2 separate regions of the Gossypium hirsutum genome follow, and region 2 is linked to region 1. A link is a contact called in public Hi-C data. All regions are on one chromosome and are shown on one strand. Each heading gives the region's core, a stretch centred on a gene start, on an enhancer-like site or on the middle of the called end of the contact. The rest is flanking DNA. Distances are from core to core; before and after follow the strand shown. Region 1 holds the start of LOC107903697 (NLR family CARD domain-containing protein 3). Region 2 holds the start of LOC107903693.

Region 1 (5,381 bases), core at 646-3,145:
CAAAAAGGGATGTGTTGGAGAGTGGGCAGAGGGGATAAAATCTCGATATGGAAAGATTGCTGGATTCAGGGGGTTGACAAAATTGATACACATAACAGAACAAACAGAGGTGAAATTGGGTTAGTTTCGGACCTTATTGATTAATCAAACAGAGAATGGAAATTGGAATTGGTTAATAATACCTTTCAAGAGGACATTGCTCAGAAAATTCTTCAGATTCCCTTCACAGAGATTGAGCATAAGGATTTCCAGGTTTGGAAAGGAGAATTATCTGGTGAGTTTTCGGTCTGCAGAGCTTATAAACTATTACAAGATGCTAATCTAGATCCTAGAAACTATTTATTACAGACCGAAACAAAAGAATTTTACAAGAAACTTTGGAGCCTATAGATACCATCAAAAATTGCATTTACAATCTGGTGGATCTCTTGGGATTTTATTCCAAACTTTGCTAATTTCAGAATCAGGAGAGTTGTTACAAATGACAGATGTCCCCAATGCAGATCTGAAGTTGAAGGAAGCCTCCACGTCTTTCGAGATTGCCCTATGACAACTGAAGTATGGTATCTGTTAAATTTCTCATGGATTATGAATAATACGAGTCAATCTATGTGGGAGTGGCTAACCTGGGTTTTCAAGAGGAGTAACAGCTGTCAATGTCTTCTTTTCTGTTATGCGTTGTGGTGGATATGGTTCTCCAGAAATCAATATATTCACGAGAGGAAAAACACAACAGGAAGGGCTTTAGTACTTAATATTTAAAGATACATGGCAGAACAGGAATGATTAAAAGCTTTAAAGAATAATGAGAGTATATGCAGAAGCTATGGAGTACAAGAGGACATACCGAGAGTCAGGATCCTTTTTGATGCTGTGTACGACAACAAAACTTTCAGATCAGCTTCCGACCTGGTAGGATGGAATCTGAGGGGAAACTTAACAGTGTTAAAGACAGTTATTCATAGCAATGTTCCTTCTCCTTTTGCGGCAGAGGCATATGCATGTTTAGATGGTACAAAGCTAGGGATTTCACTAAGAACCCACTCAGTAAAACTTATGGGGGATTCAAGAACAGTAATAAGGAAATGTCAGGAGACTACCACAGACAAATCAGCAATCGGAGCCATTATCAGAGATATTCAGAGCAAGAAATCTGATTTTCAAGAACTCATTTTTTAGTATATTCATAGATCAAAGAACTCATATGCTCACAGATTAGCAAAAAATGCGCTTGAAAAAGGAGAGACTACTTATCTGAGGGGAGAAGAACTGGATCGCCATAATTTTGCCTCGGTAGAAATTTGGCCAAGAAATCTAGATTGAAGATTTGATTCACAGAAGAAGAAATCAAAATAGATAGCAGAGTGAAGTATTAATGCCTTGGGGACTGCTGTCGATGGAACGTTAGGAGCTTTGGAAATGACGATTCAATTGATATTTTTGGAGTCCAGCTGTGTTTGATTTGACTGGGTTAGGTTTTGAATTGTTTTTTTAATTTCATTTATTGTTTCTCTAGTTCCGTTTAGTTAGAAAGAAGTTGGATAGTTTTCAATTTAGTTTTCTTTGACATATCTTTGGGCCATTGATTGGGCCGCCTGTTAGTTTTTTTTTCTATCTCAATAAAACCCCAGTCTTATTTTCAAAAAAAAATGTTTCTAATTATTTGATCAAATTTAAAAATGATCATAAAATATGTATGATTTTATTATTTAATTTAAAAAATAGATATATAATTTTATCAATTTTTAGAAAATCTAAATAAATATATATAAATGACACCCAGTTATTATATAAAATAAAAAAATTATTGAGAGAATTATTAAAATTGCTTAAGCCGGCCTGGCCCGGACAGATCATCATCAAATTCTTATAGGGATCAAGATAAACCCAACCCGCAAAGTCTTGTTTGTTGAATGCAAACTTTGCAAAGTCCATATGCTTTTATTTTTAGTTTTTTGGTTTTATAATTAGACAACATTCTGGAGATACTGTCGCTCTGTTCGCCGCTCCTATCCCTTCTCCTTCTTCTCTGTAAACTGTGAAGTCCAACCGGTAGGTGCAAGATAGCAGCCTCTCTACCCTTATGCGCATTTAACCTCCACTTCCATGGCCCTCACTTCCACTCTCCCTCTATACTCTCATCCCAAGGTAATTACACGCGCTCACTCTTTTTCGAAATCTCTTCGGTCTCTCGAAAGGTGAAGCTCACTCTATTTGTTTATATGTTTCGTTATTCTCTGGTTCTTCCGATGAAGCAGAGGCTTGGCCTTCAAGCGTTGGCTTCGGACCACGGCCGCTGTCTTGGTCATGATTCCGCTTGGTTTATTACTAGGAGACGTTACTCCAGGTCCAAGAGATTGGTGGTAGCGGCAGCGTACGGTGCGGAGGGAGGCGCGAGGCGGCGTGTTTACAGACAGTCGCAGGCGAAGCAGCCTCTCAGTAGTGCTCCGAAGCAGATTGCAACCTTTGTGGCGCCCGCTGGCGTTTTTATCGCCGCTACTTTTGGTATGGATTTCCGTTTCTCTTCTTCTCTAGTGGATGGTGAATTTGGAATAATGTAACTGATTGCATTCCTATTTATAAATTCATGAGTTTCGTCAATAATTTTGATGAGGTTGTTGAAATTCCCCAATTTGGTTGAGCACAATGAAAATTTACTAGCGCTCTGGTTTTTCTTGATTGCTTACTCAGGCCATAGCTATAAGCATTACATTTGTTAATGGCATTTGATTTTTAATCCGACTTTAGCATTTATTTTAGTCTTTAAGCCAACGTGTTGTCAGTTCTTATACCTTACTATTTCTTTCTGTTGCGCTAGGCATATGAATGGCATTTTGGAATCTTTCTTTTCCTTTTATTGGGGATGCGTTAGGCTTTGTATGGAATGTTTACACGAGTGCAGCACATATTCTTTGTTATGTTTATCCTATATGTACCCTAATTGATGTCTTCAGCTGACAGTTTTATGGAAATTGGTGGAGAAACTCCTTATGCCGAAGCCATCTAGGTCTTCATCTGTTGAAAATAAATCTCCTTCACAAGGAGTGAAGTGGTCTTTTGCCCCAGGAACAAATCTATTGTCAGGTGTTACTGCTAAGATTGATAGACAGTCAAAGCTGACACTCAATGAGTTTGCCAAGGAACTTAGGGCATTCAGCAGTGTTGATATGTCAGGTATGCTGACTGATTTTAGACTATTTCCATAGATAAAGTGAAGCACCTATTTTAATCCTATTCACTTTTCATGTCTGAGTTTAATGACGCAGCCACGAAAATCCAAGATGCAGTTAATGGACAGTAGAAATGGTCTACTAGTCTTTTAAAAGTTTTCATTGTGATGTAATTACTTTCTTTCCTTAGCATTGTTAGCAAGTTATCCAGTTGGATTTAAGATGCAATATATTTTTTACTGCATGTGGATTCATTTCATGTGAACGAAACATGATAAACCTTACTATACATTTTTATTAGGACGCAACTTTGGAGATGAAGGACTGTTTTTTCTTGCCGAGAGCTTAGGTTACAATCAGGTTATGCTTTCCTAGTCTTTATTTGACTATGTTGTTTTTTTTTTATTTTCTTTGTGTCCATTATTATGATTGAGGTGTTGTATCTTATCCTGTAAGATCCTCTTGTTGACTGTGTTCTGTACAAACTTTTCTATTTCATTATTGAAAGTTAGAAGCATTGGTGCTCCTTGCCATGCATTCTCTGAATGAGTACTTCTCCTTTTCAGATTGTTGAGGAAGTAAGCTTTGCTGCTAATGGAATAACAGCCAGAGGAATGAAAGCCTTTGATGGTGTTCTTGAAGCAAATATGGTATTGAAGACCCTTGATCTTTCAGGCAATCCCATTGGAGATGAAGGAATAAAGGTCAGCCTAAATTTGCCATTATATAACTGACAACTTTACAAATAGTTAAATGTCCCTGTCCTCCAACATTGAGGGCTCAGTTATTTTATATGTAATAATAGTAAGATGAAAGAAGTTGCTCAATCAACATAAATTTTCCTTTTGGTACCTAATGTGTATAGGGATACATCTGTTTATTTAGAGACTCCTTGTTCTTTCATATCCCTTTCTGCTATTGTATGGTTACTAATTTTCATTCTTATAAGTTTCCTATAAGATCATCTCTGCAGCTTGTATTTGTTTTTCATTTGATAATGTCATAATGAACTATAATGGGATGGAAGTTCATACTTGGAACCTTGATAAAAAAATTGCCTATGAGCAAGTTCTATATTGTTTATAATGGAAATAGTAAAAACATTTTTTCCCTACTTCTAAATCACCTTATAATGAGGTAATCTTTAATTTAAGGTGTACTTGTAACCGTTGATGAATTCTTTTAAATTGTCAAGCAGTCTAATACTAATATAAATTACATGCATATGGTGATGTGGAATTCTTTTCTGCACGTCTTCATAACATCGATACTTTAGAAATCTAATCTGTGGTGATTTTATTTATTTATTTGTTCTTAGAATATCAAGAAGTATTTGTTTGCTATATGTAGATTATGAACTTCTGTAATTTTGTAGATAGAAGTACTGAATTAATTGCATGAATGTTTGAATCCCAGTGGATGTTGTGATTTAGTTGGGAGCATTGCTAAGCATAGAAGCTGTGTAATGTACTTTCTAGTTTGTAGCATATGCTTTCCCAAACAAGGGCACCTAATGTTTCAAATGTCATCACTAAAGTGCAATATATATAAATATTGTTTGTGCCAACGTTCTGTGGATTCACATTTTTGCTGAGAATTTTGTTAATGCTTCAGTGTCTATTATAAATAATCTACCTTCGCCTGCAGTGCCTATGTGATATTTTGGTGAATAACACTGGCATTCAAAAGCTCCAGCTAAACAGTGTTGACTTAGGGGATGAGGTTAGCTTTCTGTTAATATCCACTCTGTTATCCATGGAATTTCTTTGTGAAGAGGTAAAGGCCTTTGCAGTGGAGATTTACTTTAATGGTGAATCACTACCCTATGCAGGGTGCAAAGGCAATTGCTGAGTTGTTGAAGAAAAATTCAACCTTACGTGCCCTTGAACTCAATAACAATATGATAGACTATTCTGTAAGAAATTACGTTGCCAATTTCTTTAGATCATTGCTTCAAATTTAATTAAGCAAGTGGCATTTATTCTTTTTTCTCTGTTTTTATGGAATGGAGATAGGGATTTACAAGTTTAGCAGGAGCACTTCTTGAGAATAAGACTATCCGCAATTTTCACCTAATGTAAGTTAAAGTCTTCCAGTTTTTGTATTCTAAAACCATCTTGAGTTTTTTACGTAATAGTTTATGTCTCAGTAGGCTGGATGGCATATGCACCTTCCATTCTTGAACTTTGTTTTGATTAAAAGCAAATATCT
Region 2 (5,101 bases), core at 415-2,914, 240 kb before region 1:
TGGATTTAGTGCGTTGGAGAGAAGGGAATTACAGGAAAAGAATAGAGAATTGGATGGAAATACAAAGGAAAAAAAAGATATACGAGTTGGGCTCATTGCCACCCTATTTGCTGGTATTTGCTGGGAATGTAGAAGGCATTGATCATAGATGGAACCAACATGGGCTTGGAGGGGACAATATACGAGGTTCATGTCGTTCGTTGCATCCGGGTCCGGTCAGCTTGTTGCATTGGAGTGGGAAAGGGAAGCCATGGGTTCGACTGGATGGTGGAAGCCCATGCCCTCTTGATCATATTTGGGAATCCTATGATCTTTACAAAGGGAATTTAATCAAACACCAATCTTTTCCTTCTGCTTTTGCCAATTTCTTTGAATACCCCAGTTATTTGTTTTGATTTCTCATTTTTTCACTTCTAGAAACAATGGTGATTTTCGTGATTTATATTTGTTTGTTGTACATAATCGAACTGAGCGAGAGATGAATAACCCTACCTCCTTAGTTTCCCTTTGAATTTTTCTCGGATTTCTGAATTTCAATTTCCTGCAGCTTTTCTTGGGTGAAAAGGAAAATTGAAGAAAATCAGAGCTTTTCTAATTCAAAGCATTTCCTTTCTTGGATTTCATCGAATGAATGGTTTCTTGGAAAATTAGGTACAGATGGGAGGCTAATAGGTTTGCACGGACCCTAATGCGCTGGGGAAGATGGAATAGTCATATGGATTTCAGTTTGGGTATTTCAAGAAACGAGTCAATGTGATTGAACCCATCTTCATCTACTAGTCCGGCCTCCTAAATCTCAATAAATCTTTTTTTTTTCAGGCAATAAGATATTGACACAATCAATACAAATTACCAAACAATATTTGCAAAGTTAATTGGGATATCAGAACAAATTGAAGGGAATGAAAGCCAAACATATTGACTCTAGTAAAACCAAGGACTTAGGAATGGCGGTAGTACTAGTTTTTGGTTTAATAATTATGATTCTAACTAGGGTTGATGCAAAATTTTAGGCTTATTTTTTAGGTCTAAGTTCAATAGATTCGGTCTAAAAAATAAGCTTAAAATTTTATTTATATCCGATTTATATTAAAAATGTTAAATCCGAATTCGACTCGACCCGATCCGACCGTAATAATTTTTTTATATAAAAATGAAATTAAAAAAATATAAAACACTAAAAATTTTAAAAATATTAAAATAAATCTTTTTCAACAAATTAAAATTACAAAAAATATATCCATGTGATTCGAATGGGGTCGGATTTGAGCCAAAAAATTTTGCTCGAGATCTGTCGCATTTAGAAATGAGCTTTTTTTTTTGTCAAACTAATTTTTCAAACCTACCTCTTAACTTTTCGAAAAAATCTTCGGACTTGGACAAGTTACTCGACCTATCTTAACCTTTCACTCATTACACTTAAGACTTTTTATGTAAGCATAGATTTTTGATAATGATATTCATATTTTCATAAATAAAAAATTATCCTAATATGTTTTTTATTAATAAATAAAATCAATCTAATTGCAATTAATTATAAAAAATAGTATAAAGAAAAGTTGAGATAATGCTCAAAATTCGTATTTTCAGGCTGGAAATAGGAAACGGCAAAAAGAAGAAAAAAACAAATAATGAAAATTCCGTTTGGAAATCGATTTAGGATATTTTGTTATTGTTTGTAAAGGTTCTTATATCCTTTCGCCACGTTAGCGTAAAACCGTGGGTAAAACGAAACGGATCCCGTTTCTCCTTATTCCTCATCGTCGTCAACCAAAACAAAAGTCAAAGTTAAAATGCTACCTCAATAATTCCCCCAACCACCAAAACGGACCTTTCTCCCTCAATATCCAACTCTAATGGCTCTCAAATTTTAGGGCAAATTTCATCTCTCTATCTCTCTGCCATCCTCAATCCCAATCCCAATCCCAATCCCAACCCCAACCCCAACCCCATCCCCATCATCCCTTCTTTCTTTCCCATGCCTCGATTCTTCAATCCTTTCCTCTTATCCTTATTTTTCTGTGTTTTAGGGTTAGGGTTTGGCGTTGATTTCGGTCAAGCTTTCAAAGTCCCCTTTAGGGTCAGTGATGTTCTCCCGGTGCTTCCGCACCAGGTATCTTGGCCGGTCTTGAACACTCTTCATTCCGCCGTTGACTTGTTGCCGGCTTTTGTCGGCTCCGTGACCCCGAACAATGGCTCAATTGATTGGAAAGGATCTTGCTTTCATGGAAACGAGGCTCGTCTCGAGTTCACCAATAGCGATCGCGACGATTCGGGATTGGGCGGTGGTGTGCTTCACCTCACGGTTCGTATTTTTGACCTGTTGATCATTATGACCGTGGCTGTAATTGAAGCCTCTTTATTGACAAGTTAGTTACTTATTTTCGTGTCATTAATCCTCAGTTTATTGTTGTTGTTTGAGTTTAATTACATTTAGTTTAGTTGCTTTAGAATATTCACTTGAATCAATTTCCTTTGTGTTTCTTCCTAGTTATGAGTTATGGAGTTTATTTAAGGCTACTTGTTTATGTTTAGTAGACTATAGGTGCTGGTATTTGAATAAGTTTTAGCAACTTTAAGTTGTTTATTTAAACTTGAAATCCTTTAATTTTCCTTAGTAGACTAAAAACCCCAAATTGAAATTCTGGTCGGTATCTCTTCTCTTTAGTCTTGGTTCAGAGACGAGGGTGATTATTTTACATACTATGGTTAATTTTGGCTTTCTGATTTTCGCTTGAACTGTAAAAATTTTCTTTTACAGACATCTGAAGCGCACAGCTGGACTTGTATGGATCTTTATGTCTTTGCAACACCTTATAGGATTACTTGGGATTACTACTTTTCTGCTCGAGAGCACACATTGAAATTTGATTCTTGGGAAGAAGCTGCTGAATTGGAATATGTATGTTTCGATTAAGTTGGTCTTTGAGTATTGCTGAAAACTTGTTTAATGCATGGAAATGACAGTCTGATTATATTTTTTTACAGGTAAAGGAGCATGGAATCTCAGTATTTCTAATGCCATCTGGAATGCTTGGCACATTGCTTTCTTTAGTTGATGTATTGCCTCTGTTTTCAAATACTGTCTGGGGTCAGAAAGCCAATCTCGCTTTTTTGAAAACACACATGGGTGCTTCATTTGAAAAGCGTCCTAAGCCATGGCGCACAGTGGTAAATCCAGAAGATGTGCATTCTGGTGACTTTTTGGCTGTGTCAAAGATCCGTGGTAGGTGGGGAGGATTTGAGACATTAGAAAAATGGGTGACTGGAGCATTTGCTGGTCATACTGCGGTTTGCTTGAAGGATGACATGGGTAATCTATGGGTTGCTGAATCAGGGCATGAAAATGAAAAGGTATGCTATAAATAACACATTGATTGCCGATTGTTAATAACTTCTATTTATTTGTTGTGCTTTGCTTCCTTTTCTCTTCATTAGTCTTACGATGTCTAGTCAGAAAAAAATTATGCATATACTGCTCAACCAAAGAAAGTTTTTGAATTTAAAAGTATTTAAATGTTGCCCTGGGTTCAATAACTTATGGTTTTAACACCTTGTTATTTTATGATGTATCATCACCTTGTAACTATTGTCAGGTTTTGATCGCACTGTTCAAGTTAACATTTTGCTGTGATCAATCCCCTTCTTCCTTTGGTTGGGTTAAGGGTATGTTGGGACTGTTTTCGATTAGAATGGTGGGAGGTCCTGAGATGTTAGTATGATTTTGTAGCGTATTTAATGCCCAGGAAGGAAGATTTATGAAGATACCAGAATTAAAAATACAAAGTTGGGATTTCTTCCTTATGCCATTAGCTTGCATGAATTTTGCAGGGTGAAGAAATTATAGTGGTTATTCCATGGGATGAATGGTGGGAGCTGTCACTGAAGGACAATTCTAATCCACAGATAGCCTTGCTTTCTTTACATCCAGATATACGTGCAAAGTTGAACTCCACCGCAGCATGGGAGTATGCTCGGAGCATGTCAGGCAAGCCATATGGTTATCACAACATGATATTTAGTTGGATAGACACTGTAGCTGACAACTATCCTCCACCTCTTGATGCTCACTTGGTAGGCATCTTCTCTGATCATTCTGCACATCCTGACGATGCTCTTCCATAGTCATATTCAGGATAAGCTGCAGATGGTTTTACTGCCAAAAAACATTGAGATACTGAGCTTGCTAAATGACTAGTTTAGCAAGTCCTAACAAGATTTTTTATTGCAGGTCATTTCTGTCATGTCTATGTGGACTAGAGTGCAGCCAGCATATGCTGCAAATATGTGGAATGAAGCGTTGAATAAGCGGTTAGGGACTGAGGTACTGTGCATAATTGTCCTTCCTTTTATAAATTTATAACTATACTCTATGAGAAATAGTGATTCCTCTTTTCCTGCTCTCTTTCTTAGTCTCTCTAATAAATGATTTTGGACTTCTAGTGAAGTATGACATAGGAAGATATAAGTACATTAGATATAATCTGTTATGGTGGAATTGTAGGATTTGGATCTGTATAGAATATTAGAGGAGACTGAAAGGCGCGGGATAACCTTTGATCAATTACTCACTATCCCGGAACAAGATGAATGGGTCTACAGTGATGGGAAATCAACAACATGTGTTGCCTTTATCCTTGAGATGTATAAAGAGGCTGGGGTCTTCGGTCCCCTTTCAAACTCGATTCAAGTAACCGAATTCACTGTAAGTATCAGCAGTTTGGTCATCTTTCCATGTCGATATTCTTTTGACTTGAACTGATAAGGTTTGACATGAGTTATTATTTACAGATCCGTGATGCGTACATGCTTAAGATATTTGAGAACAACCAAACGAACCTGCCTAGTTGGTGTAACAATGGGGATGGCCGGCTTCCATTCTGTCAGATTCTGGGCGAGTATTGGATGGAGTTGCCATTTTATAACAGCTTAGAACCATATGCCAATATGAATGAAAATTGCCCATCCTTACCTCCCATTTATGATAGGCCTACGAGATGTTAAAAGTCTGATAGCAATCTATTTGTCGTTTATCGCTCTCCCACTCATGCTTGTATTAAATGCAAAGACGCCTTTCTGGAAAAATCCTCACTGTACCTGC

What was found. Hi-C and Micro-C count contacts between places; a contact is called where the count stands out from the background.
Region 2: a contact with region 1 is called in a Hi-C map of leaf, with 5 times the contacts expected there. The contact joins the promoter of LOC107903693 here to the promoter of LOC107903697 in region 1. A contact is called at or near these places in 24 of 34 Hi-C or Micro-C datasets (anther, callus, fibers and 4 more).

The regions. Positions count from the first base shown.
Region 1 is chrD05:47,761,262-47,766,642 of Gossypium_hirsutum_v2.1, reverse strand. LOC107903697 (NLR family CARD domain-containing protein 3) reads left to right here and starts at 1,895. Exons shown (of 19, transcript XR_001685898.2): 1 at 1,895-2,148; 2 at 2,259-2,505; 3 at 2,962-3,174; 4 at 3,472-3,530; 5 at 3,737-3,874; 6 at 4,818-4,892; 7 at 5,002-5,085; 8 at 5,186-5,247. It overlaps LOC107903696 (a long non-coding RNA gene), which reads right to left and starts at 1,519. Exons shown (of 5, transcript XR_001685893.2): 1 at 848-1,519; 2 at 627-695; 3 at 183-553; 4 at 1-59.
Region 2 is chrD05:48,003,620-48,008,720 of Gossypium_hirsutum_v2.1, reverse strand. It overlaps LOC107903693, which reads left to right and starts at 1,664. Exons shown (of 7, transcript XM_016829836.2): 1 at 1,664-2,305; 2 at 2,762-2,902; 3 at 2,989-3,354; 4 at 3,832-4,074; 5 at 4,232-4,324; 6 at 4,505-4,705; 7 at 4,792-5,101. The coding sequence starts at 1,979. The coding sequence ends at 5,004. LOC107903691 (probable galacturonosyltransferase-like 9) reads left to right here. Exons shown (of 1, transcript XM_016829835.2): 1 at 1-531. The coding sequence ends at 395.